Regions from separate parts of the Mus musculus genome. Here region 1 is linked to region 2. The links are chromatin contacts, called in public Hi-C maps. All regions are on one chromosome and are shown on one strand. The core of a region is the stretch at or near the end of the contact, and the rest is flanking DNA. Distances in the headings are between cores, read along the strand shown.

What was found. A called contact is a pair of places that touch in the nucleus more often than the background predicts.
Region 1: a Hi-C map of the N1E-115 cell line shows a contact between it and region 2, with 12 times the contacts expected there. The contact joins two enhancer-like sites. A contact is called at or near these places in 2 of 39 promoter capture datasets (the 3T3-L1 cell line and liver), 1 of 15 datasets of contacts at CTCF or cohesin (the NIH/3T3 cell line), 20 of 484 Hi-C or Micro-C datasets (the C10 cell line, LSK cells, the N1E-115 cell line and 13 more), 5 of 115 datasets of contacts at active chromatin or transcription factors (double positive thymocytes, embryonic stem cells and stem cell-derived neural progenitor cells) and 3 of 9 other capture datasets (adipose tissue, embryonic stem cells and pancreatic islet).

Annotation. Positions count from the first base shown.
Region 1 is chr2:59,649,593-59,655,359 of GRCm38.p6, reverse strand. All of the region lies in intron 2 of Tanc1 (tetratricopeptide repeat, ankyrin repeat and coiled-coil containing 1), which reads right to left. Among named protein-coding and RNA genes, the nearest start is that of Tanc1, 40 kb to the right of the region's middle. Within about 2 kb of position 1,384, at least 59 of the 459 cell types and tissues checked have an H3K27ac peak or open chromatin away from gene starts, as enhancers often do. A contact at or near this core is called in the N1E-115 cell line and neural stem cells, where this site is marked.
Region 2 is chr2:59,537,443-59,543,128 of GRCm38.p6, reverse strand. No RefSeq gene overlaps it. Among named protein-coding and RNA genes, the nearest start is that of Gm39831, 28 kb to the right of the region's middle. Within about 2 kb of position 1,473, at least 16 of the 459 cell types and tissues checked have an H3K27ac peak or open chromatin away from gene starts, as enhancers often do. A contact at or near this core is called in the N1E-115 cell line and neural stem cells, where this site is marked.

The DNA.
Region 1 (5,767 bases), core at 135-2,634, 110 kb before region 2:
ATGGGGTCCTCAGGGTGGGGACTTCATGACAGCACTTGAGAGATCCTTATATAAAGAAGAGAAGTCTAGTGGTGGTGGTGCAAGCATTTGGAAGGTAGAGGGAGGTGGATCTCTGAGTTCAAGGCCAGCCTGGTCTACAAAGTGAGTTCCTGGACAGCCAGGGCTACACAGAGAAACCTTGTCCCAAGGGGAAGAGAAGCACCCAAACTGGCAAACTTGCTTTATCTAACACGAGATACTCTTCACTATTTTCTTAAAAGGTTTGTTTTGATTCATATGCATGCATGCATTTCCATGAGCCTGCTTATGTGCACCATATGTGAGAATGGCCTGCAGAGAGACCAGAAGAGAGCACTGGACCTCCTGGAAGTGAAGCTGCAGCTAGGTACTGCCTGGTGTGGAAGCTGGGGACAAAACCCAGGTGCTCTGCAAGAGCAGCAGTGTCCTAAGCTACTGTGCCATCTCTCCAGCCCCATCTTTAGCTATGTTCTGATGCTGCACAGGGGCCCTCGCCAAATGCCTAGCAGATCCTTAAAGCTATGCTACTAGTTACTCACCTCTAGGGACCAGGAGTCGAATAAACTTATTCATGGGTTGCCCAGTCTTGAGTATTTTTATATTATATATTATGTCATATTATATATTATTATTTTTATATTATATATTATTATTTTCTTCTTCTTTTTCTTCTTCTTCTCTTCTTCTTCCTTCTTCTTCTTCCTCCTTCTTCTCCCTCTTCTTCAAAAATTAAGGCACATTCCTAAACTGTATTTCTATTCATTTGAAACTTTTAAAAGTACAATTTAAATTCAATATGCCTCCCTCCCACACCTTTTTTTTTTTTAATATCAGAACTGGTTCAGAAAGTCAAAAGGGAAAACTAAAGTGGGCTTTACTGTCCCCCTATCGTCACCCCACAAAATGAGAATAAAGACACACTCAAGATCTTGCAGTCTTTAACATTCTGACTTTGGTCTGAGAGGGTATCTCAGAGGCAGAATACTCTCCAGAGATGAACAGGGCTCAGGATTCATCCCAGCACTGCAAACATGAATAAAAATAAATAGTTTTACATTTATTTTACTTCAAAGCCATCTGTGAGAAAAACAGAAAAAAATTAGAGTAATTCTAGTCCCCAAAACACTGAATTAAAAAAAAAAAAAACCAAAAACAAGAAACAAAAACCTCTTAGTCAATACGGACAAGGAATCTCTGATACCCTCATTACAAGCAGTTTGACCATATCTGAATGTGCCCCAGTCAGCCAGTCAGTAGTGAACTTGTCTGTGCTTGTGGAATGGGGCCAGTGACAGCCTTACCTCATGGGTATCATAGAGAGCGAGGGAAACAGATCTGCAGAACAGCAGCACATAAAGCAGTGGGAACTCACAGAGAGGGCAGCTAAAGCAAGCAGGCGGAGCTCAGTCCTCTTCCCCCCTCATCTATTCAGAATGGATACATCCACTCAGAACCAGCAGGGGGTTCCAAGATTATTCCTATAAGCCTTTCTTCCATTTGGGCATGAAAGAATGGAGGCCTGGTAGGAACAAATGACCTGCCAGACATCACTCACAGATCTCCCCTTAAACCCTTCCTTTCTACAAGCACACAAGCCCTAATGCCATCCCCTTCCTTGAAATAGGATTTGGCAGATTATAATCTGTAAATTGAAGTCTTTCTTTACTGTACAGACATGAAGGCCAGGCCCCTGCGGGGCTCTCAGGGCCTCCCTCCCCTGCAAAGGATGAGAGGCTGGCTCTGCGTGCTGGCCCTGTCCCACTGGGAATCAGCATAAATTGTCCCTGACTCAACCTTTCAGTGAGGCAGGCCTCTTCACTCAGGGCCACCTAACAATCCCACACTAATTTTATCAGTTTCGACATCTGTCCCCTTTGAGATTTCTCAACTACTGTGTCAATATTCCCCCACCTAAGCCACAAACACACCAACTAACTACTTAGTAATAACGTTAGCTAATTCTCTCTTATCCTGGCAAAACTACAGCCCTCACAGTCCACCCTTCAGGAAGTTCCTGGAGGAAAGGTAGGCGTGTTTGCAACCGCCATTGACTATTGAATATCTGTCCCTATCTGTACCCTCATTTCCTTTTCTCATCGTCTGTGAAACACTTCTGCCAGACGGACTGACTGAAATAATGCTTATATACCTTATTTGTGGACTGTCTCTAAAACCCCACAGCTACTGAAATGCTGTCAAAAGCCCTCTTTCTTTTCAGATCCAAGTATACTGCTCTAAATCCTTTCAAATGAGAGCGGGGCTTTGGACCATCTGTCATTTACCACCTCTGCCTGCTTTTATTCCTTTTAATAACAATACTCTGAATTCCAAACCTGCCTGAAATCACCAACTTATTTCAAGTCACACCCAGTCCCCAAAAGCAAACTTCCGGTAATCAGCTAAGGAGACATCCACCAAGCCACACACTGACCACGATTGGTCTGAGGTTGTTTCTGGTACTGCAGGCTGATAGGGTTACTCACAGGAGGTGACAGTTTCCCTTTTAGTGTCTCTGGTCACGCCATCTTCTGAATTCCAGACACAAGTAATTTTCGGTATGGTGGCTTGATCTGAATGAGAATATTCCCCAGAGGCTAAAAGGTTTGACTACTTGGTCCCCAGTCAGTAGCACTGTTTGGATATACTTAGGAGGTGTGGCCTTACTGGAGAAAGGGGGCAGGCTTGTGGTTTTAAATCACTACGCCTGCCGTTCCAGTCTAAGCTTTCCACTTCTGCCAACATGCCTTTGCCCTGTCATGGCGGACTCTAACCTTCTGGAACCGTATGCTCAAACCTTCCTTCTATATATAACTTGTCTAGGTCATAATATTTTTTTCACAAAAGTAACTAAAACACACAATCTCAAAAAATGTTTGTTATAGAAGACTGTAGACCTCTAGTCCCAATGGACCAGCAAATATCCCATAAGAGATTAAGTATACCCTTCAGCCAGGTTCCTGACTCCCCCGTCGTCAGCCTCCGTCCACTCAAAATTCACCAAGCCTGAGCCTAGTACTTTCACCTGAGGTCCACTTCCTGATGGTTAACTTGGGCCTCTCTATCACTCCTTTCAAACCTATTCTTATCAAAGAGCTGAAAGATCTCCCAAACTAAAGACCATTCTGCAACGCCTTGTATATGAACTATACTCTGCGGTCCCGTGTCCAGCATTCCCAGCTATGAGAAAGCAATCTGACCATTCTGACAGCTTCGATCCTTAGGAGTTTGGTTCGTGGTACCTTAGCAACACTCTTGCACAGATGGTGGGGAGCTATACCCCAGCTTTCTGCTTTACCCCCCACCCAGCCTACTCTCAATCTGCTTGACAGTGCAGCTCTCTGTCAACTTCTCATCCACACACCACTCCCGAACCTAGCAAACCCTCTCTCAAAAAGCGCCGTGTGCTTCCTTCTTCTGGATTACTGTCATTCGCAACCAGATGTCTCCAAAGTAGAGGGTGGGAGGTATCTCCAAGGGTATCCAAAAAATATTGTAATTTCTAATTGTGTTGACTTGCCTCATTCTTTTGTTGCTATTTCTGTAGATCTTAAATGCAAACAGCTTGTTGCCAGCAGATAGATGACTGTAATTTATACCTATACAAATGCTGTGGGTCTGAGCAAGGATTTTACTGATGTTGAGAGTGCTTTAAGACTACTCTCTTGCCAGTCATCGTGGCATGCACCGACAGACCCAGCTACTCAGGAAGCAGATGCAGAAGGATGCTTGAACCCAGCAGTTGGAAGTTACCTCAGGCAAACAAAATAGCAAGATGTTACTTCCTCAACAATATAAAATAAATGCTACTGGACAAGTAGTAACACTTTTGTTCCTAAATTTACTTGGTGAGTGTATTAGTTACTTTTCTGTTGCTCTGATAAAATGCCATGACTGGGGGTTGGATAGATGGCTCATCCGTTAAAAGCACTGGCTGCTCCTCTAGAAGACCCAGGTTCAATTCCCAGCACCCACATGATAGCTCACAACTGTCTGCAACCCCAGTTCAGGGGGATCCATCCCACACCAGGAATGCATGTGGTGCGCATATCTGAGAATGCAAGCAAAATACCCATACATATAAAATAAATTTTAAAAATAAGAAATTAAAAAACACCATGACCTCGGGAGGCAGAGGCAGGTGGATTTCTGAGTTCGAGGCCAGCCTGATCTACAAAGTGAGTTCCAGGACAGCCAGGGCTATACAGAGAAACCCTGTCTCGAAACAAAAACAAAACCAAAAAAAAAACCACTATGACCAACAGCAACTTAAAGGGAAAAAAAAACCCAAATTTATTCCGGCTTAGGGTTTCAGAGGGCTAAGAGCCCATCCGTCATGACACAGGAATGGCGTGACAGTAAGTTGCAGGCATAGTAACCAGAGCAGGAAGCAAAGAAATCACATCTCCAACCACAAGCATGAAGTAGAGAGAGGGAACTGCAAATGAAAAGAGCTATAAATTCCCAAAGCCCACCCCAGGGACACACTTCCTCCAGGAAGGCTGTACCACTATCCCAAACAGTACCGCCAGCTGAGGACTCAGCGTTTCAATTCCTAGCCAAAGAGGGGCATTTCTTATTCAAACTATCACAGTGCTCCAGAGACAATTCCAAATAAATCAATATATTATAGTTGGGGTCATAAACTGTTTTATATTCATGTAGTTTAGACAGCAACATAACCTTCTTATTCCTAAAATCATCTCATTTCTGGCTTGCCTATTACACAGTTAAAATTACTTTTATTCAGGCCTACTCTGACAGACATTGCCACACTAAGACAGACAAGACAGACAGATAGACAAACAGGGTGGCTAAAGAAATGACTCAGCAGTGAAGAGCAGTTACTGTTCGTACCCAGGACCCAGGTCAGTTCTCAACACTCACACAGTGGCTAACAATCATCTGTATCATTTGTGACTCTAGTTCTAGGGGACCCAATGTCCCTTCTGACCTCCAACAGTTCCTGCATGCATGTGATGCACACACACAGAGGTACATACACACACATACAAATATTTGAAGTATGCATGTGTTATTTTAAAATTAAAACAATCAATGAAACAACTCTTAAGAATAAATGACTAAAATAGAAAAACTTTCAAACTCATGAAGTAGTGCTTATAAAAATATATGAATCGTTCGGTTTTTTTCACTAATTGCTTTTGACTTTTGACACTTAAAGTATCTAAAATTATGTTCGTTTTTCTAGAAAGATTAGGTTTTCGTTTTGTTTATTTTGTTCTATGGTTTCTCTGTGTAGCCCTGGCTGGCCTTGAACTCAAAGATTCACCCTGCCTCTGCCTCCCAAGTGCTGGCATTAAAGGTGTGTGCCCCCACTGCCCAGCTAACAGGAAAGTACTTTTTATTAAAGGTTTATGTTATGGGTATGGGTGCTTGAGGATGTGTGCCATCGGCATGCAGGCAAACTTGGGAGGCCAGGAGAGGGTATTTATGCTGTAGAATTGGAGTTTCAAGCAGTTGGGAGCTGCCTGACATAGGTGCTGGGATCCAGACACGTACTCTCTCTGCAAGAACAGCCGGTGCTCTTAACCACTGAGCCATCTCGCCAGCCCAGTGATTCTCAACCTTCCTAATGCTGTGTACCTTCAATACAGTTCTCCTGTTAATGTGACATCCCAGCCATAAAATCATATCCGTTGCTACTTCATAACTGTAACTTTGTACTGTTATAAATCATAATGCTAAAAAAAAAAATCTGTGTTTTCCAATGGTCTTAGACAACCCCTGT
Region 2 (5,686 bases), core at 224-2,723:
GGCTGGCTGGGCAGTGGTGGCGCACGCCTTTAATCCCAGCACTTGGGAGGCAGAGACAGGAGGATTTCTGGGTTCGAGGCCAGCCTGGGCAACACTTCAGCCCTACCAAACTCCTCAGACAGATCTAGTTAAACGTGAAGTAACGGATGAGGGGGGCATTTTTATATGAACTACACATGACTTTTTAAGAGACAAATGCCCTCTACAGAAACAGGAAGAAAGCTTGCATGGAATGGAGCCAGCCTTGCTTAAGGACAACTGAGATCCTGAGGGCAGAGAGCAGCGGAGGGAGAGGCAGACGCTTTCCTCTGGGAACTCGGTCCAGAAATGGATGAGGACCGACCTCTGGTACTCAGCCCCTTAGGAGAAACCTGGAGACTTTGATCCGACCGAAAGGTCTACCTCCAAAAGGAGAGCAAAAGGCATTGCTTGACAAAGATAAAACTCTCCACGCACCTTTTTTGGTATTCAATCTCTGTGAAACTTCAGAGCTTAATAAACTTTCAGTATGTGGCCAGTGTGGGAGTCAGAACCAGAAAATACATTTCATGTCCGTATTTCTCAGTGGGCCTTTAAGGTTAGCAATAGTGTAGATGCAGTTCCACATATTTTGGTCACAAATATAATAATATTATTATCATTTGTCATTGTAAAAAGAATATTAAGAATAGTACAGAAATATATGTTATGTTTTACTATGTGCCAGGCACTGCACTAAGTATGTGTACATTCATGCTTCAAGCAGTTGCCAAAGGATTGATCTTGCTAGATCTGTTTTACAAGTGAAAAAAACCTAAGCTGGAGGAGTTGCCCAAATTACCAAGATGTTTACCTTGGAGAAGGCAGTATTTGGATCTTGGCTGTATAAACTCTAATGTGTTCAGTTTTACTAAGGTGAACCCAGAGCATGTTCAATTTTAATTAAGTAGAGCAAGATCCACAGTTGAGCGGAGAGGCAGGTGGGAGAGATTACTTCCTGGTTAAAAGTTGCTCTTCCAGAGGGACCCTTTTGATTCCCAGCATACACGGTGACTCACAACTGTCCTTAATGCCAGTTCCAGGGGTTCCATCACCTCTTCTGGCCTCTGTGGACACCAGGCAGGTATGTGGTAAAGGCAAAATGTTCATCCACATTAGAAAGAGAAAGAAAGCGAGGGAGGGAAGTTAAAGAACATGAGTGTGGTTACAGCACCTTTAAAGGTCGATCAAGCTTAAACTCAGGCATGTTGAGCCTAGACTCACGGCAATTAATGTCTACGATATCACAAAGAACATACATATTTCTCACGGTGTTGAGAAAAAGCATTCCATGTTCACGTTGAGTTTTAAAAACACGAGGCCTGAACTGTTTTGTCTAAATTCTTCATTATAAGCAAGTGGTTTTTATCACCTTGAGATCCTCTCAAATCCAGGGCCACGGCGGATGCTTGCACCTTTGGTTGGTCTGTACTGCCCCCTAGTGGTTAGCGGAAAACACTATCATGCTGTCTGATGACAAAGCATCTTCAGATATTCCTTGTAAATCTGCAGAACAAACGTACGTGTGTGTGTGTGTGTGTGTGTGTGTGTGTGTGTGTGTGTGTGTGTGTGTGTGTGTGATTGCACTGGTGCTTTTAGTAAGATTTGTGTGAGAAAAATACACAAGGATTAGAAGTTATTTGGATATGAAGTGTTCTTATTTTCACTCATCTCAACAGTATGTGCAATGTAGAAATCCAGGCTATCATGTGTGCTCACATGCTTGCATGGGGAGGTGTGTTGCTGGAAACTCACACATTAAGTTTTCAATGATCCTTTGGCTAGGTTAACAAATACCCATGTTGGACCAGTTGTAGCTGAGACACTAGGCTTCAGCGTTGTTGCCCAGAGCTTGCCAAAGACTGCATGAAGGACTTTTGGAGAACACTGTTAACTCTGAGAAATCAGAGCATCAGGGGGTGGGTCACTCACAAAAGATGCTGCTCTACTGTGCCAGGAGAAAGAAATGCAGGCACATTTGAGTGGTTCTCCCCCCCACCCCCGCCCCAGCCAGAGACTCATTGCAATGGAAAGAGTCAGGTCCAGTCAAGACTTATTACCTCTTAGCCATTTGCCGTTTTTTTTTGCAAAAGAAAAACTTGGGACGTTTTAAGGAAACCCAGAAGGAATTTATGGTGAACTACCCAGAGAAGAGTCTTGAGTTTTGTTAGCTTTTTCTGTTTGTTTGACAGCTGCGTGCTGAAGTAGCAACAAGGAGAGTATTAGACCCTTGTCCTCATTGTGAAGTGAGACTTTTTATGAATCTGCCAACCTCAACCTGATGCTTAACCTTAACTAGTTTGGAATGCATTGCTTCGTTGGGAAGCTTTGCTTCAAAGTGAGTTAAATATGCTTCGCTGAGTGTGAATAAAGACAACCGTGCTTACCATCTGAAAGGTTTATTTGGGGCAAATCTTCTTTTTTTTTTTTTAAGGGAATGGAATTTGTATTTTATTTATTCTACACTTATCCAAATATAAAGATGAGCAATATATTTAATTATAATGTATAATGTACATGTGGCAAACCTTTTATAAAAAGTTGCAGTGCCTTTTGAACTGATTTTTTTTTTTAGAAATATGTTTTTCATTGGAATAGAATTACATTTTCCCCTCTCTGGCTCCTCCCATGTGTCCTTCCTCCAACCGTTTCCATGTCCCTCTCAAGGTGATAGCCTCTCTTTCTTTTATTATTACTGTTGTATATGTGTATATGTATGTATGTTTATGTACAAATATGTATAAATACAACTTGCTGCATCTGCTTTTATTGGTAGTGTGTATATGGTTTCAAGATTGACGACTCTGCTTTGGACAACCAATAAGGGGCCATATCCCTGGGAGAGGTTAATTTTTCTCTTCTTTTCCCACCATCTTTGTGTGTGTGCGTGTGTGTGTGTGTGTGTGTGTGTGTGTGTGTGTGTGTATGAGTGTGTGTGTGTGTGTGTGTGTGTGTATGTGTGTGTGTGTAGGGGGTGAGACACCATGAAATTTCCTGCCTCCTGTGTTACTGTGGCCATTGGTATTACCATTGTTCCCGTCTTGCTTATGCAGCTAGAAAGACTGTCCCTGCAGACTTCCTGGAATTCTGGCTCTTACAGTCTTTCCACTCCCTCTTTTGTGGTGTTTCCCTGGATGCAGGAAGTGTGATGTAGATGTATCCGTTGGCCTGGGCTCCCCACCATTTGCTGATCTCTGTATTGTGTTCGGTTGTGGGTTCTTGTGATGGTCTCCATTTACTGTGAAGAAAGTCTTCTTCAGTGAGGGGAGGTAGCGACACTTAGAGCTGAGGATTTGGATCTCAGGAGAGGGAGAACATAAGGCATTTGTCTTTCTCAGTTTGGGTTAAAATAGTTCTGGAACTAAATGAAAATTAAAACACCACATAACGAAACCTCTGGGATATGTTAAAAGCAGCTCTAAGAGGAATATGCATAGCTCTAAGTGCCTATATTAAAAAAAATCAGAATGAGCTCAAATAAATGACTTAATAATGCAACTCAAGAATTTGAAAAAAAGAATGTGGGACAGTGGTCATGCATACCTTTAATCCCAGCACTTGGGAGGCAGAGGAAGGCAGATCTCTGGGCTCAAGGCCAGCCTGGTCTACAGAGTGAGTTTCAGGATAGCCAGGACTACACAGACAAACCCTGTCTCAACAACCCCCCCCCCCAAACTTTTTTAAAAACAAGAACAAATCTTAATGTAGTAGAAAGTAGAATTAATTTTTAATTAATAAAAATTAAAGCAGAAATTAATGAAATAGAAACAAAGAGAGCAACATGAAGAATCAACAAACCTAAGACCTGGTTATTTGAGAAGATAAACAAGATAGGCAGACCCTTGGCCCAACTAACCAAAAGAAGAAAGAGAGGATGCACATGAAAAGAAAAAAATCTAAAAATATCAATATTTTTAGGGCATGGTGGCATCCACCTTTAATCCTAGTACAGAGGCAGGAAAGAGGCAGAGGTAGGTCCAACTCTGTGAGTTCAAGACCAGCCTGGTCTGTGTCTTAAGTCCCAAGGCACCCAGGACTATGCATTGAGAGCCAGTCTTAAGCCACAGGCCCCCAAATCAATATGCTTTTTGTCACATAATTTTTGAAATCAAAAACTTTTTTTTTTTTTATGTTTTGAGACAGGGTTTTCTCTATGTATCCTTGGTTGTTTTAGAATTCACTCTTTAGACCAGGCTGGCCTTGAACTCAGAGATGTGGCTGCCTCTACTTCCCCAGTGCTGAGATTAAAGGTATGTGCCATCACTGCCAAGCTTAAATTTTTTAAATATTGTATTTGTTGGTGTATACATGTGAAGACAGGTGCCTGTGGCGGTCAAAGGCACCAGACTCTCCCTACCCCCATCCCCTGGGAGCTGGAGTTACAGGCAGTTGTGGTCATGCCTACCACTGGAGCTCGGCGTTGAACTTGGACACTCTGAGTACCCTTAACCACTAGGCTATCCCTTCAGCTCAATGGAATTTTCTTTTAATGATAGGGATTCATTATGTAACCCTGGTATTAAGTAGCCAGGTCCTTTTAGCTCTGCCTTTGAAATACTGGAATTTCTGGCATGTGTGACAACATCCCAAACTATACTGAAAAATAAACAACTCCCCTCAAACCCCCAAACTTTTATTTTGTCTTTTTTCCCCAGTTACATTATTATTGTTAGGTCTCAGGAAGTGTGTATGTCCAGAAAAGGCAGTCCTGGCTTATCTTAAGCTGGATTTCTGGTGGTTAGGTACATGGGCACATTCCTCAGGAACTTGTGAAATGGGTTTTCATTAGCCAAAAGGAGTCATTATTTCCTTGCCTCTGGCAGAAGAGACATATGGCTTTCATTGACGTATACCTGTGGCTGCCTCTCAAAGCACACGGCACATGCTGGCCCCAGCCTCCCTCAGTCCCCGCCCGCAAGTACTTGGTGTGCAGTTCAGAGCCCCCACACAGTCTGTCCTCTCTTACACTTCTACCCAAACTGCCTGCTCCAGCTGATGGACTTCCCTCCCCCCAACTACTCGTCTTCCTTATAACCCAAGTGATTTCCCCACGCCCTGCTTTCTGAGCTCTGGCCGTGTCCAATCTGCTGCTTTTTCTCTCTGCTCTCGACTATTCCAGATGTCTCTGTAAGTTCTCTCTCATCTACAACCCCACTTCCTCAATCATGGAGCAGACATTTGGATGGTTTCTTGACTCCTTTCAAATATTTATGTTGTTGACTTACATGTCTGATAGAAGCCAGTATCTTGACCCAAAAACAAGGCTAGAGATGCAGCTCAGAAGTTAAAGGAACTGGTTTCTCTTCCAGAGGACCCGGTTCAATCCCAAGCACTCACAAGATAGCTCACAACCATGTGACCCCAAGTACAAGAAATTTGATGCCCTCTTTTGGGCATCAAGGGATTTGAGGGGAATCGTTTATCCAAGGGAACTGCATGCCACATGGTGCGCAACACACATGCAAGCAAACACTAATACACATAGAATAAATAAAATCTAAGAAGTCAATCTTTTTTTGTGTGTGGTTTTTCGAGTTTCTTTGTGTAGCCCTGGCTGTCCTGGAAATCACTCTGTAGACCAGGCTGGCCTCGAACTCAGAAATCCACCTGCCTCTGTCTCCTGAGTGCTGGGATTAAAGGCATTCGTCACCACGCCCGGCTAAAAAGT